Linked DNA regions of Mus musculus: regions 1, 2 and 3 are each linked to region 4. Evidence: chromatin contacts called from public Hi-C and HiChIP or PLAC-seq data. All regions are on one chromosome and are shown on one strand. Each heading gives the region's core, a stretch centred on a gene start, on an enhancer-like site or on the middle of the called end of the contact. The rest is flanking DNA. Distances are from core to core; before and after follow the strand shown. Region 1 overlaps Pvt1 (Pvt1 oncogene). Region 2 overlaps Pvt1 (Pvt1 oncogene). Region 3 overlaps Pvt1 (Pvt1 oncogene). Region 4 has its middle 17 kb from the start of Gm22521.

What was found. HiChIP or PLAC-seq counts read pairs in DNA pulled down with a chosen protein or histone mark. A called contact is a pair of places that touch in the nucleus more often than the background predicts.
Region 1: a contact with region 4 is called in a RAD21 HiChIP or PLAC-seq map of pro-B cells, with 6 times the contacts expected there. The contact joins two enhancer-like sites. A contact is called at or near these places in 1 of 15 datasets of contacts at CTCF or cohesin (pro-B cells), 2 of 484 Hi-C or Micro-C datasets (bone marrow-derived macrophages and embryonic fibroblasts) and 1 of 115 datasets of contacts at active chromatin or transcription factors (large pre-B cells).
Region 2: a RAD21 HiChIP or PLAC-seq map of pro-B cells shows a contact between it and region 4, with 8 times the contacts expected there. The contact joins two enhancer-like sites. A contact is called at or near these places in 1 of 15 datasets of contacts at CTCF or cohesin (pro-B cells), 1 of 484 Hi-C or Micro-C datasets (epidermal suprabasal cells) and 1 of 115 datasets of contacts at active chromatin or transcription factors (large pre-B cells).
Region 3: a Hi-C map of regulatory T cells shows a contact between it and region 4, with 3 times the contacts expected there. The contact joins two enhancer-like sites. A contact is called at or near these places in 1 of 39 promoter capture datasets (3T3-L1-derived adipocytes), 6 of 484 Hi-C or Micro-C datasets (CD4 T cells, Th2 cells, embryonic stem cells and 3 more) and 2 of 115 datasets of contacts at active chromatin or transcription factors (CD8 T cells and large pre-B cells).

Annotation. Positions count from the first base shown.
Region 1 is chr15:62,134,410-62,141,747 of GRCm38.p6, forward strand. The region is part of intron 1 of Pvt1 (Pvt1 oncogene); the gene reads left to right. Among named protein-coding and RNA genes, the nearest start is that of Pvt1, 100 kb to the left of the region's middle. Within about 2 kb of position 4,867, at least 73 of the 459 cell types and tissues checked have an H3K27ac peak or open chromatin away from gene starts, as enhancers often do. A contact at or near this core is called in pro-B cells, where this site is marked.
Region 2 is chr15:62,104,174-62,110,907 of GRCm38.p6, forward strand. All of the region lies in intron 1 of Pvt1 (Pvt1 oncogene), which reads left to right. Among named protein-coding and RNA genes, the nearest start is that of Pvt1, 70 kb to the left of the region's middle. Within about 2 kb of position 2,623, at least 151 of the 459 cell types and tissues checked have an H3K27ac peak or open chromatin away from gene starts, as enhancers often do. A contact at or near this core is called in pro-B cells, where this site is marked.
Region 3 is chr15:62,241,395-62,248,808 of GRCm38.p6, forward strand. Pvt1 (Pvt1 oncogene) reads left to right here. Exons shown (of 5, transcript NR_132747.1): 3 at 780-903; 4 at 1,040-1,167. Among named protein-coding and RNA genes, the nearest start is that of Pvt1, 210 kb to the left of the region's middle. Within about 2 kb of position 4,172, at least 27 of the 459 cell types and tissues checked have an H3K27ac peak or open chromatin away from gene starts, as enhancers often do. A contact at or near this core is called in regulatory T cells, where this site is marked.
Region 4 is chr15:62,806,413-62,813,601 of GRCm38.p6, forward strand. No RefSeq gene overlaps it. Among named protein-coding and RNA genes, the nearest start is that of Gm22521, 17 kb to the left of the region's middle. Within about 2 kb of position 3,124, at least 30 of the 459 cell types and tissues checked have an H3K27ac peak or open chromatin away from gene starts, as enhancers often do. A contact at or near this core is called in pro-B cells and regulatory T cells, where this site is marked.

The DNA.
Region 1 (7,338 bases), core at 3,617-6,116, 670 kb before region 4:
AGTTTATGCTCCCGGTCACCTCAGTCACACAGCTGTCATTCAGAGTAAGCCGAAGTGAGGGCTTGCACTGTCCTGGGCAGCATACTATGCAGAGATACCAGAAGTCCCAGCAGTCATCTCGTCTGGAGATAAGCCTTGTTTGGGAAGTTGCATAGCATAGTCATAGTCATATCTGACTCAGGAGCAAGAATGCTGGCCCTCTTCTCTACCTATCCCATCCCATCCCATCCCATCCCATCCCATCCCATCCCATCCCATCCCATCCCATCCCATCCCATCCCATCCCTTCCCATCCCATCCCAGAACCTGTCTCCATGCTCTCCAGCTTCAAACACTCTGCAGACAGACCTCCCTTCTTGGTCTCCTGAAGACTCTGAAGATTCTTGACTGCCCGTTATTTTCACTCCTGGGCCAGAGAGAGCTTCCCCAGGTTGCTTTGTGGCGTGTTTGGTTTTGTTGGGTTTTGATTTCCGTCTTTTCAGGCTAATCAGACATCAGGAAAAGTCTGCACTGAGTCACAGTCGTGGCTATTCCCCTGTTTCCTCTGTCCCTCCCCGCCTTCCCTCTGAGCATCCTTTCCTGGGCCAGCAATGACCTCAACAGCAGGAGGCCTAGCTGTGGGCAAAAACGCCACCGTCCTGTTATTCAGTCCAGGAACTGCATGTGATAATTTCTGCCTTGGACTTCCCATTAACTGGCCCACTGAGGCCTCCTTCTCAGCACTGTTGGGAAGAGGCTACAAGTGAGACAGTCAGTGACGTCATGCAGTGATCACTGGCCTCTGCGTAGAGGCTAGGAAGATGTCCTGAAGGACTCCTGGATTCCCTCACTGGCTTTGTCAGCTGGCAACTCATCCTTTTCTGGCCTCACTGCTTCTGTTTGCCCTGGACCTTCTTCCTGGCTTATTCATCCTTTTTCTCTCTGACCTGACAAAAGGCTTCTCAAAGGCAATGTGAAAATGCCACCTCCTCTTTGAAGCCCTCCTGGGTATCTGTGAGTGATACTGAAGCTTTTCAGCAGAGCCCTGAAATGGAAGAGCCATGGGCTTGTCTTTACTATGCTGCTGGGCATGGGTGGAGGGGGTGGAAGATGCTGTGGAGCAGAAAAACATGTTCTAGGGTCAGGTGGGGACTGTCTTAATTAGGGTTTCCATTGCTGTGATGAGATACAATGACCAAGGCAACTCTTATAAGAACAGCAGTTAATTGTGGCTGGCTTATAGGTTCAGAGGTTCAGCCCATTATCGTCATGGCAGGAAGCACGGCAGTATCTAGGCAGGCATGGCACTAGAGGAGATGAGAGTTCTATATCTTGTTCTAGAGGCAAACAGAAGAAGACTGGCTTCCAGGCAGCTAGGAGAAAGGCCCTAAAGCCCACCCCCTAAAGTGCCTGCCTCACTTCCTCCAACAAGACTATACCTCCTAATAGTGCCACATCCTAGGCCAAGCATATTCAAACCACCACAGGGACTTTGCAATCAACCACCTTCCCTTGCTTGCTGAATGAATTCAAACAAGTGACAATTTCCCTAGATGTTGTGAACAAACCCTCGGGCTACTTCCCATATATACCCCAGGGCCTTTGCGTATGCTCAACCAGTAGCAGTTTTCTTACTGCACGACATAGGCCAATCTACCAGCAGAGTTTAAGCAGAGAGATGGGTGTTAGGTGATAGCTGGTGGGTAAGGGACATCCCCTTCTGTAGACTCTTGGGTCAGTTTAGTGAGGATCCTTTCTCCTCCCATAACTGAACTGACTGGTTCTTTGTCTTTTGCTCTAACCCTGGTGATATCTGCTTCCCTAGCCTGTCTTCAAGAGGAATCTCATTTGATCACTTAGCCCAGCATACCTGTCATGAGTGATAGTTCTTCCTGGGGATTGTCTGCATCCTGACCCCAGCCTTCCCCTTGATCAGAAGAAGGCATTGGATCTCATTACAGATGGCTGTGAGCCACCATGTAGTTGCTGGGAATTGAACTCAGGACCTCTGGGCTCTTAATCGCTGAGCCATCCCTCCAGCCCTGCACTGTCAACCTCACTGGATTAAAAACCATTGTAGAGTTAATAAAGCAGGGCTTGAAAGTGTCTCTGAGGGTGTTTCAGAGAGGAATAATTGGGAGGATAAAACCCACACTGAAGATAGGCAGTACCATCCTTTAGCCTGTGGGCCTAGACTCCATAGAAGCCAGCCAGCATATTCTCTCTGTGTGTCTCTCTGTCCTTTTCTTTCTTCATTGGCATGAGCTGTGTGCTTCATTACAATCTTGCCACAATGGACTGACCACAAGCAGAAAATAGCATTTTTCCCTAATGTTATCCCAGGTACTATTTCACGGCAAGAATTAATAACCCCTCTAAATCTCCAACCGTGATGATCTCAAGGAAGTCCTGATCTGCTTTCCACAAGCAACACTAAGGCACTCTCTGGGTCTAGATAGCTGAGCTCCAAACAAGGACAGAGGGTTGCCATGCCCCTGAACACGGGGTCCTCTGCTCAGTTTTGAGATTCAACCATGGAATCATCACCACCATCCCACCCCTACCCCTCCCTTCCAGTGCATGTGGATGAGAGGGAGATAACCAATCATTTCCTACCTCCAGTTCATCCCTGTCTACCTACTCCACCCGCCTCCTGCCTCGCGCCTCTGAGTCTGGCCACGTGGTCTGCATCCTTTGAAAGGGGACACACTGCTGCTCATCGCCTGCCTGGCTGTGGTGGCTGTGGAGCAGGGACTGAGAATAAGCTTGTGTCCGAGGCAGCCCTCCAAATACAGCATGGCTAGGCTGACCTTTAAATAGATGGGCTCCGAGCCACTCAGTTCCTGGAAGTTTGAAGAAAGTCAGCCTTTAAAGTGATGCGCCTTGCAACCTCAGGAAAGATCTGTGTGTTTGCAAAGGCAGTAATTTACGGCTGCTTTTGCAATTCATGCTATGTGGCTGTGCAGCCGCTGGGAGCCAACATGCCAGTGTTAGGAGGGGAAAATCCTCAAGTATTTTAATATACCCCTGCTTGAAGCAAGATAAACATATGTATTGTACTTTGCGACAGAGGCGTGGTGAGGCGAAGGCAGAGGCCTGGCAAGGCATGAAAGGTCCTTTGAAGCTAAACTGTGAGGGTTTTCTTTCCTCCTTTTTTATTTGTAAGCAAAGCTGGCATGGGCGGATGATGCTGGGCTCTACTTGGCTGGAGAGCAACTAGTGGCTCTCAAGACCAGCAGACTGCCCCATCCCTCCCTAAGCCATAAACCACCAACCTCCATCTTGCCTCGTCCCACTAGAAATGATGAAACGGAGGTTGTTATCACCCTTGACATAGATGAAGGACTTTCTTCCAGGAAACTTTCTCCGTCTCGTATCTCACTTTGCAATCATGCAAAGGGAAAAGGGCTAATAAAGGTACATAGTATGAGCTTGTCATGGGGAAATGCTTTTGACAGCTCACACGGGGAGCCATGCTTCGATAAAAAGGGCTGATATAGCAAGATCATGAGAGCTAAGGCAGGATGCTGGAATAGGGCCAGAAGGAAGGAGTCCGCAGAGATGTGGGGACGGGCTCCGAAACTGAAATCCAGATAGCTGTGAGCTTGAGCGGGAATTGACAGATGTCAGTTACACATCAGTGTCTGCCTTAGATTTTACCTTGAAGTAGACTTCTCCCAGGGTCCTTGAGGTGGGAAACTCATACACAGCACACAGGAGTGATGAGGCATGAGGTCAGGTTCTCTGCTAACATGACACAGGGACCAAATATTTTGTCCTGCACCTCCAACTTTCTAAAACTCTCTGAATTTTTTTTCCCTTTGATGAAACCTCAAACAAACCTGGCTTCAATTCTGATTTTTTTGTTTGTTTGTTTTTCTTTTCCTTCCTTCCTTCCTTCCTTCCTTCCTTCCTTCCTTCCTTCCTTCCTTCCTTCCCTCCTTCCCTCCCTCCCTCCCTCCCTCCCTCCCTCCCTCCCTACCTCCCTCCCTCCCTCCCTCCCTCTTTCTTTCTTTCTTTCTTTCTTTCTTTCTTTCTTTCTTTCTTTCTTTCTTTCTTTCTTTCTTTCTTTCTTTCTTTCTTTCTTTCTGAGACAGGGTTTCTTTGTGTAGCTCTGACTGTCCTGGAACTCCCTCTGTAGAGCAGGCTGGCCTCAAACTCAAGAGATGCACCTGCCCCTGCCTCCCCAGTGCTGGGATTAAAGGCGCACACAAGCACTGTGCGGCTTCAATGCTGATTCTTCAAAGTCCATGGAGGATTGAGTTCAGCCAGAGACCTGGCTTCAGCTTTTGAAAAGAAGGTGTATGTGTTTGCACATGTATGTGTGGGCGCTGCAAAGCTGGTCTGCACGTGCGGCCTTCCAGAGAATCCCTTTCTTTGCAGCTGATTCTCTCTCCTCTTCTGTACTATATCAAGGGCTGCATCCACTGAATTGATTCCGTTGGATTTGTAGAATCTGCTCAATGTGGTAAGGGGCCACTCTGGTTCATGCAGCAGGATTGCTGTGTTTCTGACTTCCTGTCTCTCTGTGCTTGCTGCTTGTGGGGCATTTCGAAGATGTCTCATTTCTGTGAGAAGGTGTGCTCATTTCGAAGATGTCTTGTGAACTCCAGCCATTTGTTTTCCTCTCCTACACTGCCAGGGACCCCTGGCCAGACTTTCCTGCAGCCTTAGGACCCTGTGTCTTTCTGCTTTACTTCTCTGTCTGTGATAGGGTGGCACCGTGTTTTTTCCTTAGGACCCAGATTGGCATGTATTGAAGGCATACTTTGTGCAGATGGAGACTGGTAGTCTGTCCTCAGAGCAGCAGCCTAACCAGTGTGTGGCTCAGCATGAAGACATGTGAGTCAGTTTCCTCCCTAGCATTGAGCCAGTGAGAATCCACACCCAGACCTCTGCCTGCCACCCTAATGCAGCTCTTGTTTACATAGGCCAGAGGTGCCCCTTCTCATGGGTCTGCCAATCCCCAAATACGGCCACAGCCAGAAAGTGAGAGGGTGCCCCTTATATAAGGCTCTGTGTGCTGGTCCCCAGACAATGCCGTTTCCTCGCCTGGCCATGTGTGACTGCATAACACCCCTTGACTCATTTCCTCTGGAAAACTCGGCAGGGCCACTTTGCCCTGCTTCCTGCTTCTGTCACACAGATTTCCTAGGAATACCACCTCCCTGTGCTGCTTCGGGTGTCTGAGATCTGAGTGGCAGGGAAGCTGCCTGAGGGTGCCCCTGAGCCGTCACGATGGGCATTCTAGAGAAAGAGAGGAGAGATGAGCAGCCTTGGTTCAGTTACCTTGAGAATTTCAATTGAGGAAAAGACAAATGCAAATGTTTCTCCCAAGCTTTGAGCTGGAAATTCTGGACTATTGTCTTTACGAGCTCTGTAAGGTTTAAAAGTCTTTAGATGCTTCCTGAAATTATGGGGACTCCCTTCTTGGGAGGGAGAATCTATTCTTGAGGGATGTGGGGAAAGTTAAAGTGATTTTCAATTCATTTTATGTTTCAGAGACCCTATCTCGTGTCACCTAGGCTGGCCTCAAACTCACTGTGTAGTCGAGGGATAACTGTGAAATGATCCTCCCTGCTTCGTATCCTGAGAGCTGGGATTTGTGGGCCTGCAACATACAGACTGCTGGCTTCGTGATGGTGGCTTGCCAGCTGCTCCCTGGAGAAGCAGTGCTGGGGTAGGACTGACTGACAGTCACTTCTGGGGCAGGCAGGGCTGGAGTTTTGTTCTGTTTGTGCTGCTGTTGCTTCTGCATATGCTGCATATGCTGGGATCCAACTGTCCCTATTTAAATTTTCTTTTCTTCATTTAAGTCTCCCCCACCCCCTCCCCAATAAGAAGGAAGTAAGCAGGGGTGCCTATTAGCTCGTTGATTGCATGGACAGCAGCACATTCACCTGTCTTCACTGTTCTTCTACAGGTTAATTTGATGCCTATTCAGAGAGGCCAGCTAGGTGTATCTCTGTCTGTCTGTCTCTGTGTCTGTCTGTCTGTCTGTCTGTGTATGCATGTGTACACATGTCAGTCTTTTCTATTCTAGATATTCTATTCTCTATTCTAGTTATTCTATATTTCAATTTTTCTATTCTAGATATTTCTAGACAGTATCTGTTGTGTGCTGAACCCCAAGGTAGGCATTTTCATTCATTTCTCAGTATGAATTCAGCCTGCGAGTGACAGATCCTGTATTTCTTGTTGTAAAGGAGTAAATGAAGTTTCAAAGAGACAAAATGCCTTGTCTCCAGTCAATATAGCCGGGAGCTATCAGAATCATACACAAGTCCATCGTCTGGCCTATGTAGAACATACAAGGTGAAGCAATGATGGCCTAGTGACACAGAGCCTCCGGCCGTGTGACCTGGGAGGTACTGTATCTTGCTAAGCCTCAGTTTCTTACCTGGCAAGTGTGATGATCACAATACTTACTTCCTAGGATTAATGAGAACAACCATCACAGCCAGGTCCTTCACATGGAGGAGGGAGTGACCAACCAGCATGTGTGCTTACAATGCCCTAGTTTGGATAAGCTTGACCCAGAGCTCAACTCACCAGCCATGAGATGTTTCTGAACAGTGTTGCTGGGTGCCATGGCCACGAGGACATATTGTGAAATGCGGGCAAGTGGCTCTTCAGGGTGGTGGGTGCTGAGTGAAGAGTCAAGACAAGACAAGAATTAGGAAGGTTGCTTTTTCCAGATAGAAACACTTCAGGCTAGGCCTCTGCTCTGTTCAGTTGGACACACCCCAATGCTCCTTGCATTGGGTCTCACTCGCCCTGGCTTCTTTGGCTGCTCTGATCCTGACTGGTTGCTCTCTGGACCTGGATTATTGTTGTATGAACATTACTTTCATCCCATGTGCTGGGCTTGGAGACATTGCTCCTTCCTCAGAGACAGTCCATCCTCAAAGACCAGCAGGGACAGTGTGGGTTAGCTGTGTTGCTGCATCCTTTCCGGCCTGTTGAATTCCATCATGCATCTGGTGTACAAGCAACAGGCCACATTGGGAAGGGAGCTTTCCCTGGAATGGGAGCGTTTGCTTCCAATTCTTGCACAGGACCATGCTTATTGCATCATCTGGCTTGGCTTCACCTTTGCCGAGCTAGCGACCACCCAACCAGTAATCTCTTCTCAGGCACCTTGCTGGCCACGGATTCTCTTAGTGACAGAGCCCCTGAGAAAAGGCATCTCTGTATGCACACTGACTTGGACCTTTGGAGAGTTTGACACAGAAAGTGGCTTTCAGGTAGAGGAAGACATACATGTCCAGCTCCCAGTTCCCATTGTAACTACAGATCCAGCCACCTCTCTACTCAATTCTGTCTTCTGTAGCCTCCTCATACAATTACCTTACATCA
Region 2 (6,734 bases), core at 1,373-3,872, 700 kb before region 4:
TTGGCATACAAGTACCTGGTCTCCATGACTGCTGCTTCTGTGCGTCAGGGAGGAAGGAAAGGAGATGTCTTCATTGTCAAGTTTAAGAGGCTGTAATTTTCCAATTGAGGGGGTATTTGTGGGAGGCAGTGAGGCTGGGCCAGCCTTCCCTCCCAGGACCATTTGCTAGCCCCTGCAGTCAGTACTGTGGTCCGTGGGCTGCGTTCGTTATTCAGGCATTCTGATGGACTTCTACTTCCCGGGTTGGAGACTGATATTGTTGGACAGTTCTAGAAGTTAGAGAAGGGGAGTGAGACACTCATATGTGTGTGTACTTATATGTAGTGTCATGGAAGAATGGGGACACACTGGGACACAAAATGGGTACTGGGGAAGACTTCTGAGCTTCATTTTCTGCTAACTGTAGCACCTTGTGTTACCCCTGCAGCTTGCAAAGCATCCCCTGGACCCGTGTTCAAGGGAGTTCAGACACAAAGCCCTTTGCTCTATTGCTGGTGGGTAGGACACTGAAGCAGCCTGCGGTTCTCATCAGTATCTGCTTGCAGGCGTCAGCTGGTACAAATACCTAGGAGGGAGGGTGGTCAAAAAGGAAGTGACACATTTGGGCCTGACAGTCTGGGAGACAGAGAGGAAAGAGGCACAGCCAAGAGAAAGGACCCCGGGGCTGTGCTTTCTCGTGGGGCAATTTTCTGTGTCACAAAGCCAGAGCTTGCTTCCTGATGAAGCCACCCCCTGGATGTCTTCCAGGCACGGCCAGCTGACAGCAGCAGCTTGTGACAAGATGGTGTGGAGAGTCCGGGAGCCCCTGTAGATGCCCATTCTCAAGTCAGAGGGCCTGTTTCTATGTCTTGATGGTCCCGTGGTATACTTTCCCAGGAAAGTCTTAAAAAGTGTAAGCCCTCTTTCACACACACACACACACACACACACACACACACACACACGCACACTAGCAGCTCAAGCACATAAGTGGGCACATGCACAGTCAGATGTGGAGCCAGCAAGCACCTGGATAGACAGAGTATTACCCCTTTCAGAAGGTCTGCTCCCACACCAGTTACTCAGTGTAACTTAGTTTTGCTTTCTTCTTTTGCTATTTTAATTAACTATTGCTCTTCATTTGTGTGTGCATGCACACATCCAAGGAGAACTTTGTGGAATTGGCTCTTTCCTTCTACCCTGTATGTGGGTTCCAAGGATTGAACTCATGCCACCAGGCTTGTTGCACCACTTGTCTTGGCTTCTAAGAGCACAGAGAGGTTTATTTAGGTTTTTTTTTTTTTTTTTTTGTGTGTGTGTGTGTGTGTGTGTGTGTGTCATGGTAAATACACATTCCTGTGGTCTTTCTTTGTCCGCCGCTCTCTGCAGCCTCATTGATCTTTGCAGTAAGTGCTATACACCGCTGAGACTCAGTTGGTGCTCATTGCTCCTTGGATTCTCCGTGTGGTTTTAAAGCTTATCTTATAGCGTCTGTACCCTTCTAGAGAGACAGACATTCAGGGTTGAAGACACTTGAAGCCCTGGTGTGGCAAGCCCCGCCTTGATGTTTTCTGACAGACAAGAGTACGATGAATTATCTTTTCTCCTGAGCATCCTCACTGGCTCTGTTCTTGGTCAGGAACCACCCCTTGATGAGAGGAATGCTCACCCAGTCATGTGAGAATTCTTCTTCAGGTCCTAGAACTTTAACGGACTTGATCCAGCAACGTAAACTTTCCTTCAGGGCTTGAGATTTGTCTGTTGGCCTCTGTAAATGTTTAACTATGTCTTTGCCCCCTTATTGCTAACTGAGGTTGTGCTGAGAACCACAGCTGTGTCTTTCCTCTGCATGTCTCTTCCCCCTCTTAGAGATTAAATGGACTCCAGGTCTGAGAGTCAGCTGCTGGACTCCCCTGGTTGCTACCCTGGGCCTCAAATTCTGCAACCAAATAATAACCATTTATAATTCATAGCTCGATCTCTCCCTCTCCCTCTCCCTCTCTCCCTCCCTCCCTCCTTCCCTGTGTGTGTGTATGTGTCGATGAAATGAGATTGTATATGTAGGAAATGTCTAAAATTTTAATCATAGCCATCTTGGGTAGGTACTCTTCTTAAGGTAATGCAGGATGCTGGATCGGGCCTCTGATTGGGAAGACAGGTGACTGCCTACCTGGCGTCTGCTGTTCTCTTCCTATAGTGCATCACACTTACTGTCTGTGCCCTGGTGCCCCCCCCCCCCCCAATATTCTAGGAACTTCACTGGGAAATGCTTCTAGTGGGATGAATGACAGATGCTCTGCGAAGTGCCACTAGCGCTCTTAGGTGGTTAGGGAAGGTCAGGCCCCAGCCTCTGTGGTTTCTAGGATAATGTGAAAACACTGGATTGAGGAGACCAGCTTAGTAGCTGGACCAGTCTAGAAGGGCCCAGGAATAGCTGAATAAATAAGAGTAAGAGCCCCTAGGCCCTGTCCTGGAGAAGCAGCTCAGGCAGTAGGGCAGAACTTGGAGCCAGGCCAGCCTTTTGTGGTTGCTTTTAAAAAGAAACAAAACAAAGCCTGACTTCCGACCAGCTGACCCCTAAGCCTCTAAGCCTAGTAGCTCCCTGCTGGGACCTTTCAGACCTGCAGGGGAGCTTGGCTGGGTGCCAGGCCTGGCCTTCTGTCAGCCAAAGCAAGCCAGAGACTGACGCTCTCTCTCCCTCATCCATACTGTTGGTTCAGGCAGGCCCTATTCTCCTCCCAGCCAACTCTGAGGCTCTCCTGCCTGGAGGGTTAGCGACTGGGACCCAGTGTCCGTCGATGAAGGCTTTCCCCACACCATACCCTTCCTTTACCCCTAGGCCTTCCACTCACCCATATATATATATATATATATATTTTTTTTTTTTTAAGCACATTCCTCTGTGGACAGGTCAGGGTCAGATATAAGGAAGAATTGTTGATTGCTACTGTAGTCTGTGATTGTGCCAAAGTGGTTTTCTTCTCCCTTGTCTCAGGTCTGATTTTCTTAACTCTACTACGGTAAGAAGATGCCCTCCATCAGCAGGCCGTGTCTGCTGGGACCTCTCTGGAGACTTCCTGAACCCTGTGGATTTACAGTAAGATGCAGTTTCCTGGGGAGTAATTCTGGTGGATACAAATTCCGGAGTATTACACCTGGCTTGCCTGGAGATGTTACAAGTAGCTGGATGGATTCTTCAGCCTGGATGCCCACTGAAAACAAGGACCGAAACTAAGAGGATTGTATCTCTACCCTTGACTCAATGAGAATGTTTGTTGTCATCTCTCGGGCTACCTGGAGCTCCCTCTAAAATGTAAGCCCCTAAGACCCATCTCCTTTCAATGCAGTGTTTCTGGTATGTTCCTGTCTTTACACCAAGCTGTCCTGGATGCTGGTTGAGGGCTGTCTGTTGATGTGGCTGCTAGGAAGAGATCTGCTGTCTTCCGTGTCTGTCTATGTGTCTGGTATGACGCTGGGCGCCTGTGGGAGAAAGACAAAAAATAGAAGTTGTTCGAGTTAATGTTTCTTTCTTTTTCTTTTTTTCTTAAAGATTTATTTATTTATTTGTTTATCTATCTATTTATTTATTATATGGATGTACACTGTAGCTGTCTTCAGACAGCTCCAGAAGAGGGCGTCAGATCTCGTTACAGATGGTTGTGAGCTACCATGTGGTTGCTGGGATTTGAACTCAGGACCTTCAGAAGAGTAGTCGGGGTGCTCTTACCCACTGAGCCATCTCACCAGCCCCTCTAAGTTAAAATAATAATAAAAAGAAAATCCCCTCTGGAGCTACCCTTGCCTATGTTGATGGGTACTTACTGATTGAAGGGTCTTATTTCTGTCTAGACCCTAAATACCTCGAAGGCCAAGGCCTGAGGGGGATGACTATGTCTCTGAGACTTAGTGTATACCTGGTACTGGCCTCTCACCCTACAAGGATGATAAATGAAGATGTGATGGTTAATTCATTAAGACACTGGCAGTTCCATAGGGAAGATAGACACAATCCTTTCTTGGCTCTATGCCAAGAGCGGAGAACACCACGGGACCAGATGTTTGGTACCATGTGTGTCAGCAGGTGGCTGTTCTGAGTTTCAATCTCTACTACCCTATGTGACTCAGGGCCAGTGACAATCCAGTTCCCTTCCCTTCTCTCTTTGGCATGACTGAAGTTAGTATTCTCTTCTGTCACAGGGTTGGTGTTGAGGCTCACAACAGGCACTATGTGCTGAATATGTGCCTGATGCTTTGCACAGGGTCAGGACCATGCCAGAGCAGGGCAGCTTCTGGGGAGGGTGAGTGTTGGTTCCTTTAGAAACTTCTGTTTCTAAGCCAAGCCGGGTAAGCAGTGGCTCGGCTTGGACAGTAGGTTAAGGTTCATAGCTCCTGCAGCCCATGGGCAGGCTGAGCATCAAGTCTGCAATGGTTAGCCAGAGGGAGAGAGTAATGGATTTGACAACCGAGGCCTTTTTGGTTCTACATCGGACTGACGGGGAATCTTGACTCCTTAGGGGTTACAAGGTTGGTAGAATCCAGGGATGTTAACTGTAGTGCCAGGCTGCCCCAAGGAGAGTGATAGCCCCAGTAGGAGCTAGCACAATGTTCAGGTCACAATGCTCAGGTCACCGTTCAGCTGCCAAAGTGGAACTTGACATAGGGTCTGCTTGGGATGGGCTTCTTGGTCTTGTGTTCCCATGATGAACTTCTAGGCAGGCCTAAAAGTTCCACGCATACAGAGTCCTGTGTTTATGATATGCTGTTATTCACAGACCCTAGATGTACACCGACTTTATGCTGCAGCAGAGTTCATCTGGTGGGAGGGTGGCCCACGGTGGTTTCCTTGTAGCCCCACCGAACATAGATGTGAGCATGGTCCTTTGGAACAACTGCGTAATTCAGTCCGGCACTCCTTTGGAAGGGTTGTGTGTCTCCACTCTAGAGTTGAGAGTGAGGCTTATGACTTCCATAGGTATATGCTTAGGAGACGGTCAAGCTGGAAGCTAGGGTCAGCCGAAGGAGGAAGTTTTTCTCCTGGGGCTGGAGGTGTATGTGATGCGACTTTCTCCTGTCGTTGGCTTCTTATGCCCTTAAAACCTTCAGTCCTCCTTCCTCCACCTGAGAAAAACAGACTTTAGGGATTTCCACAGGGCTTGAGCATTACGGCTGAGACTGGGGCTGGAGTTGAGTCAGGCTGGGCAGACGGCATATGTTCTCAACCTATAGATGGGGGCACCCCCCTCCCCCCTGGCTGAATATCAGCTAACCTGCGTATCAGATATTTATATTATGATTCATAACAGTAGCAAAATTACAGTAGCAATGAAATAATTTTATGATGGTGGGGGAATAGTTTTACGAGGAAGTGTATTAAAGGGTCTCAGTACTGGGTTGAGAACCACTGGTTTGGAGAGAATTCTTTATGCTTTCGGTGAGTGGGGGCTTACTGGATAGGGTATTTGGAGCTATGCTCACAGACCTGCCTGATTTGGAGTGGTGACTGGAGTCATTTCAGGGAGGGGCTACTGCAGCTTTTAGCCCCACTATGTCTTCCTAGCCCCCCCTCCCCCATTCTTCCTCTGTGACAGCTATCTTTCACTTATTGCATAGCTCACAGCTCCTTTTCTCTGCTTCGATTGGTCACTCTCTAGAATAACCCTTCTGTGGTGGTTCTCTTCATCTCCTGCCCTTACAAGAGGGTGATGGTGGGCTCAGGCTCCGAAAGAAATAACACAGAACCATAACTGAGAAATAAGACAGTTGCTGAATGGGCATGGAACTAGCAGCTATCACCATTTATTAAGCCAGTGCAGGCGGCATGGCAAACACTGAACCACATATGTGTCAAAACAGGACCACGGGGTAGACATTGTTAGGATATGGGTTATAAAGCAAAGTAGGTTTCCCCAGGAAACACAATGCTGCCAGCCTCCACAGCCATGGGCCATGCTGCCTGGAGTTGAGAGATGTGACTCCTGCCCCCTTCTTGTCCCCTAGAGTGCCTATAATATAGAACAGGTCACCTTTCTTCTTTTGGTCTGTTTCCTCATTAGTAGGTAACTGAGAGATTTTTCTTCTAGGCTGAGGTGCTTGGGACTGAAAGAGTCTTTGTGGCACAAAGCACAAGCCAGGCAGATACCTGGATATGGCTTCTAGGGCCTGCAGTCTCTAGAACCGGGCCCAAAGAACAAGGGTCTCCCCAGGTGGATAATTGGTACTGTTGGTACTCATGCTTTAGATGCTAGCTGTTCTCCTGCTCTGGTGCTGTTTGTCCTGGCACTGGTGATGCTGGTGGCATTGGTTGTGGTGGTGTTGGTACTGATGACTTCTAAGGCAGCTCTGCCATTCCCTCTTGTGGCTACAAGAGTAGGCAGTATTTCTGTTTATGGTTCATGCCCTCAATTGTTCCTCAGCTACCTGCCATGTGTCCTGTCGATTGCTGTTTTCCATACTGGTTCTCCTTAGTGGGCTTCTGTGCTAATGGAAGGAAGCACTTGTGCTAGTGGAGGGCTGTCCCTCAAGATCCTTCATCCCTAGCGATAGCTGAGCGTCCTGGACCTGTTCCAATGCAGAGGTGCTGGGAACCATAGTGGGTCTGCACAGTTTGGCATGAAAAGAGTCTGGGCTTCTTTCTTTTCTAGTGTTCTTGGTGCCCTGCATGGGACTGTCTATGAACTGGGTTAAGTCCCCTGGACCACCTCATCTGCTGGGGTGAGGGTGGCCCTCTGCTTCACATTTGAAGATTCCGAGGTTCA
Region 3 (7,414 bases), core at 2,922-5,421, 560 kb before region 4:
GTGGCTTTAAGCAAGTAACCTCACAGAGATATCCCTTGGCTTTCTTTGCATACCACAGATAATAGTGGTGTGTTTCAAGTACTCAGTGGGTTAATAACATAAATGGCTTAGAATACATCCAAATATTAGATACTTTTTATCATCTTTTAAAAAGTGGAGAAGCAGAAAGGCTAAGAGGAGTCAACTTACCAAATATCAGTCACCTCTGATTATCAGAGCCACAATTAAAGCCCAGAGCGCCTGGTTCCAAAGATGAGCCTTTTAGCATCCTACTCACTCTGGTTCTTAAGAGGTAAAGTATTACAGGGACTAGCATCCTGACTCTCTTCAGCAGGAAAATGCATTCATTCTCAGCCATACTTTTACACACACACACACACACACACACACACACACACACACACACACACGCACGCACGTGCGCGCGCCATCTCTGCCATTGACCATGAAGACTAATGCTTCCAAGACTTACTCAACTTCTGGTGATCACCTGATACAGAACCATATACCTGGGGGAAGACTCATATCAGACACAGGAGGACCCATTAAACACCTCCCGTGCCAAGCTGAATTCTGTAAATAAAAGGCTCCAAGGCCTCAAGGATGCTGCTTGTTCACAGACTTATTCTAGTGTCAAAGAAGACCCTGGTCTCCCTACTCAACACTCCTCACATGGTGTCTAACACTGTCTAGAGCACCAAGTGAGTGTGTACACAGCTCAACTTCCTCAGTGTCCTGGGATATGTGATGATAACAGTACTCCTGTTTTAATTTTTCAGATGTGAAGCGTTGACTTAAGAGATGCCAAGTAACTCAGCAGATGTCACACAGACGATAAATAGCAAAGATGGAAGTCTTCATGCCGGAGGCAATCCTATAAGACAGCTGAGTTCTGCAGAGCTGGTAGGTAAGTGTGCACTTGCCAGAATGCAGTGTGCCCAGAGATGATACTAGATAAGGTGTTGGATGATTAGTGGCTTTTCTCCTGATCTTCTAAGTCTAGATTCCTTTTTCAGACTTTTTTTTTTTACCCCTGTAGGAGACAGACTTGCTCAGGTGATAGATCCAGCCATGATACTGACCCTAAGAGAATGAGACGCTCTGCAGAAGACAGAAGATTCCTGAAACTGGGAAAGGTGCCTAGAAATCCTGATAAGAGTGAAGAAGGTATTTCCCTCCCCTTCCTAGGCATCTCCCACCATATTCAATACTTTCTACAGGGCTCTGGTCATTGGCTGAGCAGTCCTCTTTCAATTTAGTTGGATGGAATATTAGTCTAGAAATTTTACTTTCAATTAAACTCACTTGTTGAACTGCCTCCATCTTCAAAGGATCCCATTAGGGTAATTATAGCCATTGCTACAAGGCATTATTTGCACTCAATTTCAGCTTTTAGGCAATTCAGTTCAAATGGTTCATGTTTTTACTATTTGGAGGTTTGTATAGCTATCATTTTCTTACAGTGCAGATTTCCCATGAGCTGTTGTTAGAAACCCAAATCAAAGCAGCAGTTTTGATAGTGGCCATCCCTGGTCTAGCCTGCTGTCTCTGGCCTTATGTGCTAATAAAAAACAACCAAAGACACAATGTATGAAGCAAGAAAGCAGCCCTCTCCTTTATAGGATCAAATATTTGGAAACTGCGAGCTGTCCTTTATTTATATCATGGTATCTCTTGGCAAATTAACTAAAGCCAAAGGCAGTGAGAATTCCTTCCAAATTGCACAGATTTGTTCTGCTAACTGTTGGCCATAATTATTCTATTTCAAAATGGCAGCCATGACAGAGTTTAGTTGAGATCCTGTTTTGATGGCTACATTTCTCATAAAATGGATTTTTTTTTCATTTTTTTTCTGTTTTCGCATATCCAAGTATATGTGTATACGTGTGAGGTGTATGTGTGTGTGTATGCACACGCTCATATCTCACAACACAGATGAGATCAAATTCTGCCGCTGTGGGTTCTGGAATACAGCTCAGGTCATTAGGTATTAAAGTCAAGTATATTACCCTCTGAGGCATCTTTGGCCTGAGATCACTTTCTTTGTATTGCTAACTCTGTCTTCTTTAATTCATGAACTACAGAGAGGTAGCCTAGCTCATGCTTCCCGATATACTCTCTTTCCCTGAAAGTTAAGACCTCAGCTTGGGGACCAGGACTATATTGTCTCCCGTCACATGTCTACCTTAGAATCAATGCTTGCATGATGAATGGATAGATGGATGGATGAGTTCTCAAAGTACAACTTCTATATTCTCCTTTTTTAAAAGTCGGTGTTTTATTATATAACTATTGAATGAGTGTGCTCATCTTAGAACTTTTTCAAGAAGGCGGAGGTGCTTTTCACGCATCTTTGCTGACCGTTGTTGCCTCATCGTCATCTCTGCTTAGGGACTAATTTGTCACCATTTTGGAGCCCATCTTTGCAGGCCTCTCCTTTGCATTTATGTGTACATCCACACAGAGAACTGCGGACTTATGAGCGGATTCCTTTGCTGTGTAGGTTCTCCACTCTGTTTAAGCAGTTCTGTCTTTGTGTCTGTGTAGCCACAAATTTCCAACTATCCACTGGAGCCTGGTGGGTCCACTTGTGGGTACATTACTCAAGACAATGTCTGCTCTTCTCCTGGAATCTACCAGTGTCCAATATTTCAGCAGGGTAGGATATGGTCCGTGGAGTCTCTCATGTATCCATGATTGACTGATGATAGATAGGCCATGTTTTGGAAGGACCAGAGTAGGCAACCACAGCAGCTGTGAGATCATGATTGCAATGTGTGTGTCATGCCCAAACAATAGCAATCACAACCCTTACCTGTATCTTCTGGCTTTACATTCTTTTCACACCATCTTCTGGGACATTCTCTGAACCTTGGGGGACAATGTTGTTATTCTACTGAGAACTCAACAATTATGTGTTCTCAGCATCCTCTGAAAAGCAAGAATCTGTGCATTTACCACAGTTCATTGCAAAGGGAAACTTCTTTGATTAAGGACAGGCATGCCATTTGTCTTTTAGTGAGTGTGTGTGTGTGTGTGTGTGTGTGTGTGTGTGTGTGTGTGCACGTGCACATGCATGTGCATGTGCATGCTTAAAAAGCAGCTTGACTCCATATCACTTTAATGAAATAATTGTAGTAAAGTTCCCTGTGTAACCTAAGACCTGAGTGATATGGTCCTTCTATGAAGCAGGTTTCAAGTCCAGTCAGGGAGTACTTGGTTACCACCGTATCCGTCATACCGTTACTGTACCACATGGGTGCATCTTAACAGGCAGATTCATAGGGGTCACAGATGGTAAAAGAGCTGTCTTCTCTTTCTCAGGAGCTGGCAGAGCAGCCTTCCTCCGCACTATGAAAGACATCCAACAGAGAGCAAGTTCCCACCTCACTTCCAGCTTGACTCCTTTTTATCTCCTAACTGTGGTCTGTGATGTCTTCAGCAATGGTATTAACTAGTTCTGGTGAGCAGCCAGTAGCAATGCCAAGAGCTTCCTTAACAAGCAGCACATAGTTAGTGATAGATCTCACATCTGTCATAGTGCTTTTAGCAACCCATTGCTTTTAAAGCAGCATTTTCGAGTCATAGGTAATGTAACCTTTTTATTTTTTTTTAAAGGTATTTGGAATTGACTTAATGTGGGAGGTTTCCATATGGTTTTTGCATACACTTGTTTTGGTTAATTCTCACCTCTCCTGTCTCTTCATTTCCCCCATGTCTCACCCCATCTCTGCTTACATCTTTCTATTCTTGCTATTCTCCCTTTCTACTTTCTTATCGCCTATGCTTCACTAGTCTCTTCCGTTACATCATCCTTCTCCCATCTTTGGCTTCCATAGCCACTCCATGTTAAGATTCACTCCACACAAATGTGAAGATTCAAAGATAGGACCTATATGTGCCTGGTATGGTGAAGGGTAAAATATTTGGCAAAATAACACCAAAACTGTAAAACCACACCCACTGGGAATATTTCACCTTGTGTTTCAAGTCTCCCCTCACCTGCAGATAGGTCATCTCATGAGTCTATGACAAGACTTGAGAGACCACGAAAGCCCAGGAGGTTCTGTTTCACAAGAGAATTTTCAGGTGCTCTAGACCTTGATGACACATCCCAAGCCCTACAGAGAGCCACAAGAATGGCCCAGAGGAAATTCTAAACCACTATGACTCATTGGGTAGGCTTTTCTATCCTGAAACCTAAGTAATAGGGTATTCCCCCTCTATGTAGCTCAGGCCCACAAGGGTCACTAGCAGTTCTTCATATGCCTAAGGTGGGTTGCCTTGTCAGGGAAGGCTTGCCTTGCCGTTTGTCAGGAAAACTGGTCCTTAGTCTGTAGATGATGTGGTTGCAAGTCAGGAGGAAGGAAAGATACATAGGAGATGTAACTCTGTGATGATATCTGGGGGCTCTGCGTGCCTCCACTCCTGTGTGTTCTATGGGTTGAGCAGATTTCTATAGGAATGAACCAGTACATTTCTCTGTATACAGATGCTATGGACACATAGCTAAACCTCTTCCATTCTCGGCTTCCTACCAACTGGGTACACTAGGAAGCATGCTATTCAATAGGTGCTCTACCCATTCCTTTCCCTTTTTTAATTGGGAAAAACAAACTAAAATCATGATTTTCCTGTGCGTGATGGGACCCACCTGTTATTCCATCACTTGGGAGAAGGGGCAGAAAGGTGAAGAATTCTAGACAAGCCTGGGTTACAGGGCAAAACTCTGTCACAAAACTTTAGAGGTTTTGAGTTACAGATAACTGGAAGAGATATACACATAATGGGACAAAGGGGATAGATATGATTTCATTGGCAATGTGTACATGGTCAGTTGATGCTATGACTTAGAGAATGATGGAATGCTTGCTGCTGTTAATATCTGACTTTCATGACGTGTATTCGAATATCTTTGTACGTCAATCAATCCAACTGTCTCCTCCCATTCCATATTCATATTCTCAGCCCTTATACCATGTATATTCACAACCTGTAAACTTTCACAAATAAATCAACCTACCCTGTGATTCCTAGATCCTTGATGGGAAAAACTTGATGTAGGGAAAACTCAGATCTAAATCCCTTGACCTCTTAAATTGAGCTTATAAAAACCTCCTTTCTTCGAGGGGCTTCCCTAAGGAATAGCACTTGGGGCTCACACACACACACACACACACACACACACACACACACACACACACATACACACACAGCACTGGTTGAGCTTGATTGACACCAGCTGTTCTAGTCTCCTTCTGTGAGTAGCATACCTCTCCTCCATCAGAAATGTCCCAATGGGAAAGATCTCAAGTTGTAGACAGGCTACACTTACAGGCAGAGATTTCCATTTTCTCCCATGTATTTCCCGACGGAAGGTCCCCTGAAAGGAATTAGGAGAAGTAGAGGTTTGCAGGTTGACTGGGCCAGAAAGCACATTATTAATCTCTCACACTCAGTGGATGTCCACTTCCTATTGATGTTTGCATGCTGGAAGCACATCTGGTGACTTTGCTTTGTCCCCAACAAACATCTGAACTTCAGATGGTTCACTTTGGTTTCGCATAAGCAGTCCTCCGCCATCTAGCTTCCAGCTGTGACTAAGTTCTCCCTAATTTGTAAAATTTAAAGAATGAAAAGCAAGGGTTCCTTGCCCCCCCACCTCTTAAAAAATGAGGTGAAGGTTGCTATTCTTAAGCTTTCCAGCTTTACTACCTATTCTTGTTTTCTCTCCTTTTGCTCTTTATATCCTAGACCTCCAATAGTTATGTACATATCTGAGTAGTATATTGAAAATATAAGAAACAAAAAACATTATTTATTTATAATCCCATGGTCCTTTGTAATATATGAACAATTGTTTTATATAACTTGATATCTGCCATTCTATAGCCCCTCCACAGCCAAACCCACATAGATGCCATTCAGTTTCCCCCATCCCTTGTTTTCTGCCAGCAATGCCTGGGTTATTCCATAACTTGTCAACTACATGTTGAAATTTTCTTTTATCCAAATTCTTGTTAGCAAAAAAATCCGTAATTTCTTAGCTTTTTCTTCCTTCCTGTATGTAAAAAAAATTTTCCTTCTAGAATGTTCTATACTCAAAACTCATGACAGAAGTCTAGCCATTAGATCAAAGGATGTGAATGTTGTCACAGTGTATGAGTGTTTGTGTTTTAATTAGTGAACGTGTTTTCCTGAATAGCTATAGATTTATAAGGAAATCCACTGAAAGCTGCACACTAGTGGCACATGTCTTTAATCCCAGCATTCTGATCTCTGAGTTTAAGAGCAGTCTGGTCTACAGAGTTTCAGAACATCCAGGGCTATACAAACACGCTCTGTCTCGAAATGTCAAAAAAACCCAAACAAACAAACAAACAAAAACCACTGAGCTCCTGGTGTCCTTTCCCCTCACCCTATCGTATTTATCATATTACTAAATGTTACTAATATTTTGAACTACAGTGCTACATTTGTTAAAATTTATATAGCAGTATTAATCCCTTATGAGTGATCAAAGGTTCATTACACTGGGGGGTCATTACTCCTGTCTTATGGGCTACAGAGCCTCATCAATGCATAGTGTTGTAAACCCACCATCACTGGATTATAAGAAAAATTTTCATTGCCTTAGAAATTCATTGTTCTTTAGGTATTCATTCCTCTTTCTCATATCTCAACTTTTAGCAACCATTGTTCCTCTTACTATCTCTATAGTTGTGTATAGTTTTGAGACTGTCACATGGTTGGAACCACGTAACAGGTAGCTTTTTCAAACCTGCTTTTTGCAAATGACTCCTTTAGTATGTCCTTTGATGACTTGAGAAGGGTCGATTGATATATTGTAGTCTAGATAAGCTGGAGTTGACCCATCTTCTGAACCTTCAAGTAGTGAAGCTAATAAGCATCTATGTTGATTAAAAATTTCTGCTCATTTTGTAAATACAAAGGAGGCTACTTTCTGAATCTTAGATTGTTTGGTGTGAAGGTTCTTTTTATCCAAAGTGAGTGTATCATTCCCACTAGCAATGAACTGTGTCTCTGGTACATACCAGGGAGGTAACTCTGATATAACACTCACCTAGCATTCTTGAAGCCCTAGGTTTAACCCTAGAAGCAAATCAACAAAAGTTTACTCAGTCTGATGATGTAGCCCTATAATCCCATCTGCTAGAAAGGCCGCGATAACTGGACCACAGTTTCAAGCCCATGTTGGGTACAGGAGATCCCTATAGCTCCGGTTACCTGCCAATGTTTGGTGGTGCTGATGATCTAGGTTTGGGCTATATGGGTTGCATAGTGGCATCTCCATATTCCTTGGCAACATTTTTTTATTTTTTGTGTTTTATTTGCCTGTGAAGTATCTGTTCAGATCTCTCTTTTGCTTATTTTTTAAAAATATTAAAGTGTA
Region 4 (7,189 bases), core at 1,874-4,373:
CACAATGGGTCTACATTCTAACAGCCAGAACCCACTGAGATCAGGGGGTTAAGGAGACAGTGTGAAGTGGGGAGAAGAGAGTACTGGGAATGGATACCTTGGGGAGTTGGGAAGGAATAGTTGGGCATATCTGGGGTAAGTAGGAGAGAACAGTTAAGATGCATATGCCCAAGGTGCATCATTTCCATGCGTCAATCTGTCACAAGACAAATGAATGATATTCAATTTTAAAAAGAAACTTTCAACCAAAGAGTACCCATGGAGGGACCCATGGCTCCAGCTGCATACATAGCAAATAATGGCCTTGTTGGGCATCAATGGGAAAGGAGAGGCCCTTGGTCCTGTGAAGGCTCGATGCCCCAGTATAGGGGAATGCTAGGGAGTGGGTGGATAGGTGGGGGAACACCCTCATAGAAGCAGGAGGGAAGGGCTTGTAAAGGGAAAACTGGGAAGGGAGTTAACATTTGAAATGTAAATAAATAAAATAACCAATAAAAAATAAAGAAAAATAAAGAAACCTTTGTCAAGGCATGCACAACATGTCTCCATCATTAAACTTACCTTCCTTTGCCAAAAAGATTCATGAGATAGTGATCAGCACAGAGAGAAACACAAAGATGAGTAAGATGAATGTGTGCATGCACACACACACACACAGAGAGAGAGAGAGAGAGAGAGAGAGAGAGAGAGAGAGACAGACAGACAGACAGATAGACAGATGGACAGTCAGATAGACAGACAGACATAGTATTATATAATGTGCTGCATGATGCCCGGTACAAAGATTTTATCTATTTCCCAAGTGCACATGCACACTCACATGATCTCAATATGTAACATGTTTCTGTTCCTAGACCTAATATGTACCATCCACTAGCCTCAAAGCAAACACTTTTTAATTTCTCGTTTGGGAAAAATAAAACTAATCTAGGAGACAAAAGACAATACAGCAACATGGAGGACTCATCTATTTACAATTAGATATAGACTATGCTTTTTATTTTAGAATTAATATGCATCTCACTAATGCCCAAAATGAACTCACATTCTAAAGCTGGGTTAGGAGAAAGAGAAAGGGGAAGACCCCTGAGATCTGTGAATGACAAGGAAGAGGTGTGTTTGCACTTTTCACCAAGAAAGGCTTGAGAGAAGAATGCAAGCAATCCTTCTTGTGGAAACAGGGTAGTTCTCTGTGGTAAATCACCTGCCTGGGGCTTCCCCAGATCAAGAACACCGAGAAAGAGTTGCAAGCCCTTGACTAGAAAGACCATATTAGGGCTGAGGACCTAAAGTCCATCTGAATCTTATTGCTCTTATTGCTATTACATGCTCCTTTGAGGAGAGATTGTAAACATAATAACAATCATATTATCCCACTACCTCTTGAACAGATTATCTTTGCTGGTTGAATGTGTGTGTGTGTGTGTGTGTGTGTGTGTGTGTGTGTGTGTGTGTTTGCATGCACATTTTAGGAGAGTTTATTTACATTGGTGACTCTATTCCAGTGTATTTGACTCTTCTGTGATAAAAGAGGAACAGAAAAATGAGACTGAGAAAAGATAAGGTAAGAGTTGTCAGATCATCATTCCGGTAATTCTTTCTTCTAGACACCAGGCAAGGCAATGCACTTGGACCTAAAAACACACAGATCAGCAAAGCCTATTCTAGAGGCATCTATGGTCTAGATAGAGTAACCTAGGGCTTAGAGAGTATTATGAAAATGGTATCTATATTCTTAGGAATAAGGAAGGCACAGTGCTTAACACTGCATAGTTGCCCTATAGCAAGCAGAAACTAATCAGTATATTGCCAAAAGCCACAGGTGGCAATCCCTAGTTAGGGGATTCCCTAACTAGTTTGCTTTAGGCCATTACCTGGGTCCAGCTGGCCCAGCTGGCCCAGGTGTTGAGGTAGGGATGCACAGACATTCCTGTTAGTACTTCCTTCATGCAAATTCACATCCTCTCTTGATTAAAAAAAATCTCTATCAAATAAGTCTCTTGATAAAATTTTTTAAAGCAAATTCCTTTAAGGAAATGGATCAAGATATACTTCTAAACATATAAAAAGTGACGAAGTGACAATTTAGTAAGATATTAAAATCTTCAAACCCATGAACTTCCTGTTTTACTCTTCAAAAATGATTAAAGAAGACCGTGGTGTTGGAGACGATAATGATAGCCACCACAGTGTAGATAAAGTCAGTAAGAATAACAGGCATTGGAGGCATTCTCAGAGCTTCCTATGTCTAAGAATTTTGTATGCATTTCTGTGAGACCGTTATCCTGTTTCAGTTTTGCAGATAAAGAAATAGGACACTTGTTTGCCTCAGATCACACACATTTTCAAAAGGAGGACATGTGTTCAAATCTAAGTGTGCTTGACTGCAGAGTCTAAGTCCCTATCTGTTGTCTGCCCTGTGTGTGAAAGGAGATGCTGAGCTCTACTCCAAAGATCTCCACTACCTCATGGAGAAGTGAGGAAAGACAAGAAGGAAAATGAGGGGAAATGTCCTCTCAGAAGGGCAAAGAGGTAAAAGATTACATACTCTGTTAATGACTTCTATTAGGCGTTGCAAATCATTCCCCTACCCCACCCCAGACTCCAATAGTTTGTCCGTGTTCATGGCTTAGTCTCCTTGAAAGGTGTTTTTCAACCCATCCATATTCTCTCTAATTGGGTGTCAACTAAAATATCAGTTAGCGACTTCCATTAATAGACAATATTGCAAACTACAAAACATCTTTTCCTACTCTCTAGCTTCACACATGCAGGTGAGTTGCACTGAAGACCAAATATGAAAGAAAGAGAATCGCATTTACCCAGCTCAAGTAAAATGGGTAAATGGCTTTGCAGTCTCCCTCTGCTTGTCTGGCTCCACATGACATCTTCCTTGTGGAAAGTGCTTTATATATGTCACCCTGACCTCCATTTCCTCCCATCTACTATGAAAACTTGCTTAATGAGATTCCCGCCAAAAAGAAAGGTTATCTAGAACTTCAAAATTATTAAGAAAAGGAAGTTTGACTCGCTTGTGGAGGCTTCTCTTAAAGTACTATATATAGCAGTTGCTTTTATGTTCATAGCTACAGAGAAATACAACTTCCTGCTTTCTCTGAAAAATGGTGTTAGAGCTTGCAAGCTGGGGCTAGGCTCTAAAAAAATACTTGCATCCAGGTCATCAGCCTATGTGACTCATTAGAAGTCTGTGACTATGCAAAGCAAAAATGAATTTTTTTTTTTATCGTGGACCTTAGTCTTCACTTCAATTTTCTAATCCCAGGGAATTGTATATATTTTGTCTCTGAATTACTATTTTAATAATGTGTTAACAATAGAATTAGTCTATGACTTTCATCATCATTTCATTCAATGATTTTCCAATATGTATGACCATGTTGCCATTGTTTCTGAATAAATAGGCAAAGACAGAAGAGAACTGGTATTGAACATGGAATTAGAATCTATTTATCTTGGTCAGCTTACTTGTGTTTTTTTTTTTTAAGATTTATTTATTTTATATATGTGAGTACACTGTCAGACCACACCAGAAGAGGACATCAGAACCCATTACAGATGGTTGTGAGCCTCCACGTGGTTGCTAGGAATTGAGCTCAGGACCTCTGGAAGAGCAGTCAGTGCTCTTAACCACTAAGCCGTCTCTCCAGCTAGTCTTGCTTTTTCATCTGCACACAGGCCTTAGGAATATGCAAGTGTTGATAGCGAGACATTTATTAGTAAGGAGTCAGAGTTAATTGAACATCAACAAAATTTATTTTCTGCATTACGCTCTGAGTGTCAAATAAATATTTATTCCTACAAACATGAAAGTCACTTTTCTCATGCATTTTCTCATAATGTGTTATTTTTCATGGGTGGCAAATAAGTTGTTAAAATAACTGAACTACTTTTAAATAATATCTAAAAAAAAAAAAAAAAACCTCAGCTTTTAGTAATGCTAACTTTGAGTAATTGGATAAAGTGTGGTGTCAGACTTCATCAGTGCAAAGTCCCTTTTTCTCTGATTGTGTTCATTAAATTATCTGTTAGAAAACAATGCTGAAGTTGGAATGAACTGATAACAGGTGATTCCTAATGAGATGTGCTGACATTACTTGGGAATGCTTATGGCCAAGATGTGTAAATGAAATCTAATTGCTAAAATATATGAGGCTTAGGAGTCAACCTCTAAAGCTGTATACAAAAATGAGTGCTGAGTAATCTCTAAAAGTGTTAGTATTGGTCTGGGAAAATGACTCAGTGAGTAAAGGGCAGCCTGAGAAAGCATATAGACCTGTGATCCGATCATTAGTGCCCATATCTAAAGCTGGGAGCCGCCATGATTATCTGTTACTGCAGCACTGGAAAGCAAAGACAGCTGAATTTCCAGCTGCAACTCTGGGCTCCAGGTTCATTGAAACGCTAATTAAATAAAAATTTGGAGAGAAATTAGAGGATGACACTGACAGTCTACCCCCAACCTCTCCTCTACATTTGCATATGTGGGCAATCACATGTGCCCACATATGTATCACTCACACACACACACTCACAGCCAGTGAGAGGAAAAAACAAACAAACAAACAAACAAACAAAAAAAAAAACAGGAGGGACTAGGGACCATTCCCAAGTAAGAACAAGAAGAGACACAGCACACAGCATCACAATATAATATGTGGTCTTAACTTAGATCCTAGACCAGGAATAACTGTTATTACAACTTATTAATAGCCAGACATGTAGCTATCTTATGCCTCTAAATCCTCGAATTTGGGAAGCAGAAACAGGTAGATCTCTGTGAAGTCCAGGACAGCCTAGTCTACATAGTGAGTTCTAGGCAACCAAGGGAACACAGAGAAACCTGTTGAAAGAAAGAGACAGGGAGATATTTATTGGGAGAGTTGGTGAAATCAAAATATAATCTGTTAGCCAATTACAAATGCTGTGTTGTTGTCAAATGTAATGTTTTTCTTAAATGTCCAATGACATGGAAATGAATGCCTTTCACTGTTACAAAGTCAGTGTTCTTGTTCTTAGGAAATGCTTGTGTAATATTTGGCAGCTTACTATTACCTCTTTCATGAGGGAGGTAAGGGCAGAAAAGAGGGAGAGAGGCAAAGAGGAGAAAGGGAGAGAGGGGTGGGAGACAAAGGGAGAAAAAGAAATATAGAAAGGGAGAAAAGGGGGAGGGAAACAAAAGGAGAAAGAGAGAGAGGAAGGGGGAGGGTGACGGGTAGGGAAAGAGGGGAGGGAGAGGGGGAGGGAGAGAGAGAGAAGGGAGGAGAAGGAGGGAGAGAAGGGTAGGGGAAGAGGAGGGTGAGGAGGAGGAGGAGGGAGAGGAGAGAGAGAAGGGAGAGGAGGAGGAAGATGACAAGGAAGAGGAGGAGGAGGAAGAAGAAGGAGACTGTCACAGTAGAGCACACAAGTACTTTAGTAACTGAGAAGCTAAGGGAGGATAATTCTGAGTTCAAATTCTGTCTGAAGAAAAATAAAAAAAATTTGAGAAGTGGTAGTCTGGATTAACAGCATATAGGGTTTTTAAAAATATATAATTCCTCTAAAGATTTTTGAGTACCAAATTATTTTAAAACATAAAAGTTGGAACAATTGAGTAAGAAACAAATCCTCCAGGAAAGAGGAGCTAAAATGAAAAATCAACTTGCTATTATGTTTTTAAGTGCTCGAGGGAATTTAAAGTTCTTCTTTTTTTTCATGACTTTCCTTGGCTGAGACTATGGCTTAATTGCTGTGCTAATCCTCTCATGTTCCACCCAGCTAGAGCTTCTTTGACACAGATGGTGACTGAGGCAGGGCAGAAAGCCAGAGAATAGTCAAACAGCTTTCTGAGCTCCCTCACATAGCTTTGACACTTTCCTAACAAGACACATCACCAAGTAATCGAGACTTATTGGATATTTCTTGTGTTCTAACAACCTTTATTGGTTACAAAGATGTGTACAATGTGTCTTTCCTCAAGAAATTTATAGCTAGGTTTGGGAGGGACTCATGCCATGTGTAGGCACAGCAGCAAAAAGCCAGTAGTATCCCCTTGAGATAAGCATAGCTGCTATCAAGGAAGAAAAAAATGGACAGATTTATTTATTTATTTATTTATTTAGCAAGGAAATTGTTTTGCTGTGTGAATATAGCTGTAGCAGATGAGAGTGGCTTTTGGGCTGAGGAAACCATGGTGGTATAAATTATCACTGTCCATCTGCCTAAAGGAAGTCACTGAGTGTTGATGCATTTCAGAATATGCAGAGAACAAGAAGACAATATTAAGGTGAGCTTTCATCAAAGACCTTTGTATTTTATCCTTTATGCCTCAAAGTTCTCATTGTGAGCCAGTAACCAGGTATCAGAGGAGCTTCAAGGCCTCCAGCTTGATAGGCTTCTGTCACCATTGTCTACTAATGAGATTCAGAGGGCCAGATTGTCTCTGTTTGCACGACAAATTCCAGCCATGACCACTAGACAACTGTCCTATTAAGTTGGTTTAGATTTCTATCAAAGAAGGGCACACATTTTGTCCAGAATTCTTTTGTCCTGAAATTCTTTCCTAGATTATTGCTCCCCAAAATTGTGGCTAGGACTAGGCAGATAGCTCAACATTAAAAGTACATTACCACAGCATAGGGGAATGATAGAGCATTGAGGCAGGAGTTGGTGGAGGAGCACCCTTATAGAGGCAAAGGGGAGGACGGATGGGGGGTAGGATGGGGGTTTGTGGAGGGGGAACTGGGAAGGGGGATATCATTTGAAATGTAAATGAATAAAATGATTAATAAAGATTTATATTCCTCTAGCAGAAGTGCTCACACCCACTTTGGTTACCTCACAGCTGCCTATAACTGTAATTCCAGGAGATCTGATGCCCTCTGCTGGATTGCTCAGATACCTGCACCCATGTATACACATAAACCACCCTATATACATACATATTATTTAAAATAAAATAAAATAAATCTTTAAAATACTCCATCTCTTCTCATCTTTGTGTCAACTGAAGTGAGACAGTTAATCCTGTCTTTATCAAAACTCTTGACCAAAGAGGGAGACTTTAATTGTTGTTGATTCTACAGACAACCTCTTTCTCCTTGGAATTGATTAATAAGATTGCAGTTCCCCCAAATCCTATAATATTTCACCTAAAAATAACACTCTTTTCTCTTCTTTTTCTCCTTTCGTC